Linked DNA regions of Mus musculus: region 2 is linked to region 1. Evidence: chromatin contacts called from public Hi-C data. All regions are on one chromosome and are shown on one strand. Each heading gives the region's core, a stretch centred on a gene start, on an enhancer-like site or on the middle of the called end of the contact. The rest is flanking DNA. Distances are from core to core; before and after follow the strand shown. Region 1 overlaps Tln1 (talin 1). Region 2 holds the start of Fam166b (family with sequence similarity 166, member B).

The links. A called contact is a pair of places that touch in the nucleus more often than the background predicts.
Region 2: a Hi-C map of bone marrow-derived macrophages shows a contact between it and region 1, with 29 read pairs. The contact joins the promoter of Fam166b here to the enhancer-like site in region 1. A contact is called at or near these places in 17 of 39 promoter capture datasets (the C10 cell line, the HPC-7 cell line, HPC-7-derived erythroid cells and 12 more), 37 of 484 Hi-C or Micro-C datasets (the 63-12 cell line, B cells, the C10 cell line and 28 more), 8 of 115 datasets of contacts at active chromatin or transcription factors (the HPC-7 cell line, T-cell acute lymphoblastic leukemia, astrocytes and 4 more) and 4 of 9 other capture datasets (adipose tissue, liver, macrophages and 1 more).

The regions. Positions count from the first base shown.
Region 1 is chr4:43,545,433-43,549,133 of GRCm38.p6, forward strand. Tln1 (talin 1) reads right to left here. Exons shown (of 57, transcript NM_011602.5): 17 at 3,654-3,701; 18 at 2,547-2,714; 19 at 2,070-2,364; 20 at 1,318-1,484; 21 at 428-556; 22 at 174-290; 23 at 1-88. Among named protein-coding and RNA genes, the nearest start is that of Tln1, 15 kb to the right of the region's middle. Within about 2 kb of position 1,944, at least 8 of the 459 cell types and tissues checked have an H3K27ac peak or open chromatin away from gene starts, as enhancers often do. A contact at or near this core is called in bone marrow-derived macrophages and microglia, where this site is marked.
Region 2 is chr4:43,427,413-43,431,113 of GRCm38.p6, forward strand. Fam166b (family with sequence similarity 166, member B) reads right to left here and starts at 1,722. Exons shown (of 6, transcript NM_001369077.1): 1 at 1,616-1,722; 2 at 831-1,054; 3 at 561-757; 4 at 376-427; 5 at 101-298. The coding sequence starts at 1,677.

The sequences.
Region 1 (3,701 bases), core at 694-3,193:
TGAGGGCGAGCTGAGCACTAGGGCTGTCAGGCTGAGCTTGACTTCCTCGGACACCCTGCACCAGCAACGGAATCTGCTCTGCCACGGCCTGAAGGTCAAAACGTCATGAGTACCATATTCTGGAACCCTCCTTCTCACTGCTCCACACTCCCGCACACCCCTTGGAGGCTTACCTTACAGCTCTGCACCAGTAGGGGCTGGGGGCCCGCAGAGGCCTTGGGGGCAGAGGCTGCATGTTGGGCTGCAGCAATGGTCTGTGTTGCAGAGGCTGCAGCTTGCTTGGCTGCATGCTGGGAGGACAGAGGAATGAGAAGGCCAGGCATTCCCAGGCCCTCACTACACCCTAAGGCAACCATCCATCCCTGGCACCCCTCCCACTGTATCCACCATTTATCCTTCCAGACCCTGCCCAGATCCCCAGCCTCACCTCCAGGCGCTGCACCAACTTCTTCTTGATGGCGTTCTGCGCAGCTGCATTGGTGGCCATGCGAAGCCCCTCAGCTGCTTCACGCAGTCGCTGCTGCTGTTCCTCACTGTCAGGGTGGGCGGCTGCTCCCTGAGAGGAGCGTCATCCACCATCACTTTGATTCAAATACACTCTTTTCTCAATCCTCTAAGTCCAGTTTAAAACTCATTTGTTTTCCTGATCTAATTTCGAATTACCTTCACTGAGGCTTTAACTGCTGAGAGCTGAAAACTGTTTCAGAAAGGACAGGTTGTGGGGTCCCCGGGTACCTCATTGCCACTAGGATGTGAATCTTTCACTGGAACTACGCCTGTCCTACAGAACTCTCCGTGTGATTAACTCAGTGTGAGCAGGCAGGCCTGGGGAGGGGAAGACTCTCTGGAGAAGGGACCTCAGGAATCTGTAGCAGTTGCAAAGCCCAGGGGACCTTTGGCGGGTGGTCCCCTCTGATGGTCTTTACACCTGGGGTGTCAATGTCTAATGTGATCCTATTCTGTATGGCTAGTGGAGACCTCTAAACCAAAAGGCTCTCTGCCTTCACAGGGTACCAAGAACAGAGAGCAAGCAGATGTGGCAGCAACCCAAGGAAAGTGGGGACAGCAGACCTTCAACATGAAAGAAGAATGCGGACCCCCATGGTCAGAGTGCACTGTGAGAGTCAGTCACATGGCTATATGCTTGGCTGGTGGCCGACCTGCAGGCTGGGAGCCAGGACCTTCCTGGCAGTTTCCTTATCTATTCTCTTCTACTTTCTGCTTTCCTGGGGTGGGTCATCCCATCAGACAAGGCCCTAGCTGGCCCTCTCCACTCCCACCTCCCCTTCAGGGTCTGTAGAGAAACCGACTTTGTACCTTGGCCGCCTCCACCATCTTGGCGGTGGCATCAGCGAGGATCTTGGCAGCACTCAGGAGCTTTCTAGAGTTCTCCAGATCACTCTCCCCCTCAGCATCGGCCTTGATAGCATTGACCAGGTCTGAGGTGGCTTGGGCCAGGATGCGGGCCTGGCGCACCATCTCCCCTAGAACACAGGAGAGCCGCAGGTAAGAAAGCCAGAGACACTGACAGAGGATAGGGAGGAGGGTGAGTGGGCTTTCCGGAACAGAGAAGAGACTGGCAAAGGTCTCAAACGATTTCCCCTGAGGTCCAGGTTCCTGGGTTAAGATCTCAGGACAGATCTCCCGGTGAGGTCCCATGAGAGGAAGGGCCAGTTTCCAGCTAGTATTTCTAGTGCATGTCTTGAGAGGATGAGGCAGTCTCCTTTGAGTGGTTCGGGGTAGGAAGCTGAAGTGGAGAGGCTAATTTCCCCGTCTCCTTCCCTGTTTACAAGCCTAGCTAGCTCTTAACCATGCACCTTGCCACCTACTACTGCGCATAAACTTGGTCTCTTTTTAAAGTGCGCCAAGGAAACAGAACAAGGCTTATACTTCTGCTTTACCAATGGGGAAGTGGAGGCTTTAGACTGACCAATGAGCCCAGAGGGACAGAGCTAGAAAGGCCACTGTGCTGATCCTCAGAGGCTGGGTGGCTGGATCTATAAGGTATGCCCATGGGTGTGGGGGACCCATGCCGGGGCTTTTGTTTCCCCGGAGGCGAGTACTCTTACCAGCATCACCCATGGAGCTGAAGATGTTTTCAGTGACGGTGAGGATGGTATCAGTGGCTTGGTCATACCGACCGGCAGGCCCAGCTCCGGTGGCGTGGGCCTTCACGTGCTGCAGCAGCTCATTGAGGGCCTGGGTGACAGCCGTGGCTGCTGCTCCTACCCCTCGAAGCAGCTGTCCATCTTCTGTAGCTGCTTGCGAGGCAGACACACAGCCCTCCACAGCTTTGGCCACCAGTCGCCCAGCCTCGACTAGCTGTTCTTGGCACACAGGTGAGCTGATTGTAGGTGCTACCACCTATGAGAAAAGAATTTCAGACATGCAGGCAACAGAGGAGCTGTGAGATGGGTCTCTGCAGTTTTCCTGGTAGTCACTGGGGTGGTGCTGAGGCCCCAGGAGTCAGAGATAGAATGAGAGGTTTGTGTACATATGCTGGTAATATTATTCAGAGGCAGGGGATACCGCAAATCTGGGCTCACCTTGGTACAGGCCACCAGCTGGGAAGTGGACAGAGCACATTGCGTAGCTGCAGCAATCACTTGGGTCTGAAGCCCGGAATCCTCTGTGCGCTGGGCCACACTCTTGGCCTTGAGGACCAGGGCGGCTGCAGCACTTGCCACTGCCTTTGCTAGCTGCATTAGAACATCCTGAGGGCAAGAAAGTGGCCAGTGAGACCTGAGACTGAACTTAGATAGAACCCACGGACACTTCTCACAGGCGTAAGCGGCTTCATTATTCCCGCTGATTCCAATCAGAGGACAGTATACGCACAAGCATTTAGAACCTATCCCAAGCCCCTCTACCTTGAGCACCCAGAAGGAGAGACGCTCACCGAGAACAAACCCTCACCAACAGAAACAGAATCTATACCAAAGGGAGAGAGGCATGAGGCGGATACACTCGGACAGTGATGGGGAGGGAGGAGCAGGCGGTACACTGGATGGGCATTTCCTATCTCCATGCTACTCAATCTCAGGGTGCAAGGAGTCATCTGCAGGTTTGGGAGCGAGACCCTGTCCTACCCTATCTGATTTCTTTTCTTCAACCCTGTCAGTCTAGGCCTCCCCATCTCCCATCATGTCTGTTCCCCTGGGAGGGTGAGGAAGAGGCGTGGAAGCGAGTGTATGCGGCTCAGAGAAGACCAAGCTGGGAAGGCCCAGGCCAGAGACCGTTACCGTAGGGGAATCGGGGGAAGATGGAGCCCCAGCCCCTCTGGGTACACACATCTGTATGGAAATCCAGGGTGAAAAGTCAGCTGAGGCAACTTGGCTGGGGTGGGGGAAGGGAAGGGGTAGCTCGAAGGACATCATCCTCAGTGTGGCAGGGGTGTCTTGAGATAGCTTAAAGCTGGGCTATGTACAGGGGAGTCAGGGCTAAGAACATCATCAAGGGCAAATTGAACCAGGGGATTACATTTGTTCTGAATTCTCACCCCCATGGGACTAGAAGTTCTCAGTATCATATCTGGAAACATGATTGGGCTGGTTTGGATAGGTCAATTCACAGAAAGAAGGACTAAGCTCTAGATTTCGGGTCAGAGATTCTCTCCTAGGAGTGGGGCTCTGGGAGCTGGGTTTATCACCAACCTGGAAGTGGGGGTCAGTGTCACTTTCCCCAATTTGCTGCAACAGCTC
Region 2 (3,701 bases), core at 472-2,971, 120 kb before region 1:
GGGTCGGACATCTCTCCGTGTCTGTTAATTCCCGTTGCCAAAGCACCCCCCACCCGCACACACACCGCAGTTCCCGGAGCCCCTCACGGGCTCTTCTAACCTGGCACGTAGCCTCCGTAGTGAGGTAGGAGACCCAGATTCTGAAACGTGGGCCTGGGAAGTGGGGAGAGAGGTTTGGGGTCCTTGTGCGCCCGGCCCCGTGAGCACATCTGCCCAAATTCCTGCAATGCCTGGTTGGTAAGCACAGGGAAGCTGGAGCCAAAGAGGAAGCGGGCACGGGGCACATAGCCCGTGAAACCTGGGGGTGGGGGAGATGCTGAGTCAAGACGTCCTGCGGTCTCCCCTCGCCTTTGGTTGCTACCCACTTCCTCTCACCTGACATGAAGAACTTGTGGGGATCTGTATCATCCATGGAGTAGGGGGAAGCCTGATGAGAGAAGTCAATGAAAGAAAAAGAATTAAGTTCAGGCACCCCGCAGACAGCTGGCAGCCATGCCCCACGGTGCCCCCAGGCAAAGCACGAGCGCCCACCCCCACCCCACCTGCCTGCCCCATCTCACATGTGCCAACTCCTGCTTCAGCGGTGGCTCCTCTGCCTCCCGCAGCTGGTCTTCTTCCACTTCTCTCTCTCCCTTGGCTCCGTCTGGCAGTTGATGGCTCTCTTGCTCCCCGTGCCTTCGTGTAAATTCACTCATAGCTTCAGCCCAAACCTGGTTGCAGTTCTTGGCAAAAATGAACTGTGCCCGTGGTATAAAACCTGACGGAGAAGATGTGTTAGTTCACGGCACGTTCTCTTCGAAGGGGACACCCATTCAGACCTCTATACAGACCTGTATACCCAGGGATTATGCTGGAGCTGAGCCTTTCATGCCCGCGCCTGGGAGGCAGCCTCCCCTTGGAGATCACAGGAGATCTTGGAGACTGGATGGGAGGCAGAAGTGTGCGGTGGGCAGGAGGCCAGGCTAGACCAGGAGGGCCTCGGAGTAGCTGACCAGTCACCTGCCCATAGGTCTGGCCCATGCTGAACCGAAGTAGCGGGCAGTGTCCGGTGTACCTGCAGCACAGGATCCATCCCATAGCTCTGAGTTGGACCCTACACCACCATCCTGACACAGGCAGGAAAGCCCCGCTTTGGTGTGCACTTGCAGCAAGTGCTTGTGTGTTTATTTTTACACGGGGTCTCACTCTCTAGCCTAGGCTGACCAAACACCTTTGATCCTTCTACATCCCCGCCCCATGCTTGGCTCACACGGGTCCAACCACTCCTGCCCCAGCTTGAGTCTGGAGGTCTTTATTTCTGTTCTTTGTCTCTTTTACCTACTGGGGACAGGACCTAGTGCCTTGTGTTCTAGGCAATCATTAAATCACTGAAGCGACTACATCCCCAGCCCTCTGCCTGGGTGTCCAGTCCTTCCTGCTTTTACCCTGTTTCCGTGGGGACCACAACACAAAGCTTTGTTAGACCTGGCTCTCACAGCCGCTAGATTCCCCTTTCCATACCATACCATTGACACACCCCAGTTCTCATCTTGACCCCAGTGTCTGTGAACTGGCTCCTAGATCCCAATCCCCATTCCCAGAAGCAAGCAGGGGAGTGCTCTGGGAGGAGTCTTACCCTGGAATATAATGCGGATTCTCGCCGCTGAGCCCTGGGATGGAAGTGTTGACCACAGCCATGGGAACTGGCGCAGTTCCTTTTATTTCCCTTCCAGGAGGGACTCTGGGCCCTGTGTACTGTGTCCAGGGCTATGGGGCAGGAGGGAGGGGGCGGGGCCGAGAGTTGGCGAATGAAGGCCCACCCCCCACTCCCTGGAGTGGGGATTGCTGGGGTAAAGCCAGCAGAGGTGGTGGAGAGGAGCTTCCTGGTCTTCCCGGAGTGGGTGCCGCTCTGTCACTTGGAAAAGGGCAGAGGCTGAGGGGAACAGCTGCGAAAGCCTCTGGGTGGAAGGCAAGAGGATGAGGCCAGCCTGGTCTACAGAGTGAGTTCCAGGACAGCCAGGGCTACACAGAGAAACCCTGTCTCGAGAAACAGAAAGAGAGAGAGAGAGAGAGAGAGAGAGAGAGAGAGAGAGAGAGAGAGAGAGAGAGAGAGAGAGAGAGAGAGAGAGAGAGAGAAAGAGAGAGAAAGAGAGGGAAAGAAAGAGGGAAAGGGAAAGAAAAAGAAACAGATAATTGCATTAATGCAAGGATTATTTACTGGATAGCTGCTATACTCCAAATCATCCACTCATTAATAACGTCTTGCTCGGCTCAACACCCTAAGGATGGCAGAACGTACTATGCGGAAGGAAGGTCCACAAGCCTCTGGCTAAGACTGAGCCGCTGGCCTCATGTGCAGCTGCGGATGATACTGTTTACCCTGACTGCCCTGGCGCCCAAATTAATGTACCAACGTCCTGGAGCTGGAAACAGAGGCCCCACACAGGCAGGGCAAGTCCTCTACCACCCAAGTGTATCCCCCAGGACATAAAGATATTAGCTCAGAAGAATGTGAAGCCAGAATTGTGGGGTGGGGGCAAGAACTGGGGCATGAGGCCCGGCAGGCTTTGACACCTATCTGAGGGCCTCATCCTCTTGGAGGAGGTAGGTACCTTAACTTTCTCTGGCCCCAACTTCTCCAAACTCCAGTGAGAAAGTTAAAATACCTGAGCTTACCAAGACTCTGAGGGTCAGCGGTCTCGAGAAGGTAGGTGAAAGGAGTGGTGACTAAGGCCTCACGAGGATGCCTCGGCTTCTGACACAGGGAATGTGGGTGAGTGGTAACCCTGTGAGGAGTCGGGGGTGTGCTCCCACTCAGAGGGTTCAGGGAAGGAGAGTCATGTAAGGATAAAGGATTAAGACCAGCAGGCAAGCCAACTTTACTTTTTTAAACAAAGCAAAGTTTTTAACAGTCTAGATTGTGAGCCTGGGCTTCTGGCACTCTTGTAGCTAGGAGGGGCCCTGTGGAATAGCCTTAGCTCCTCAGAAGGAGACACACAAGAGGAGAGGAGGTTGCTTTCTGGCTCGAAATGGCCCTCTATGTGATGATGGAACACTTGAGCAGACACCTTGAACCCTTGAGAACACTTCCCAGGGACAAACATCAGGGTGGACTAGATGGATGAGAGACTGAGCAGCTGAAGTGACCCACTTTTCTATTCCGTTATTGTTAAGGCCATTTTTACTTTGAGTCAAAGCGTTATTACTTAAAGTCTTTGAAGGCTAGACAGGCTCAAAAGCTAAATGTGGTAGCACACTCCTAACATTGGCACTTGGGAGGCTGAGGCAGGAGGACTGCCTGCCTGGCCTACATAGCCTGACCCTGTCTTAAAACCAACAGCTGGCTCAGCTTTGACCTTCACTTGATACTGAGCTTGCCCACAATCACTGCAGCTCAGTTCTCTCAACTGTAACACAGGAAAAGGAGGTTCCTGCCTCAGAGTAAAGCAGGCAGCACGGGACACACAGGTACCCAGTGTCTGCTTCGGGCTAAGTTGCTAACTTAACGGCGACCTGTAATATTTGATGGGAATGGGGAAGAGGCAAGGGCAGTCCCGGATGTGGGGGTAGGAAAAGTATGAGATAGAACATTGGAAAGCTTTCTAATTCAAAGCTGAGGATTAGGAAAGGGTCTTTTTCCTCCCTGGGTAGGGAGGGGTGTTGGCTGAGGACAGTCTGTGTAGCCCAGGCTCACTGTGTAGTTGTAAGACCTGCTGATCTCC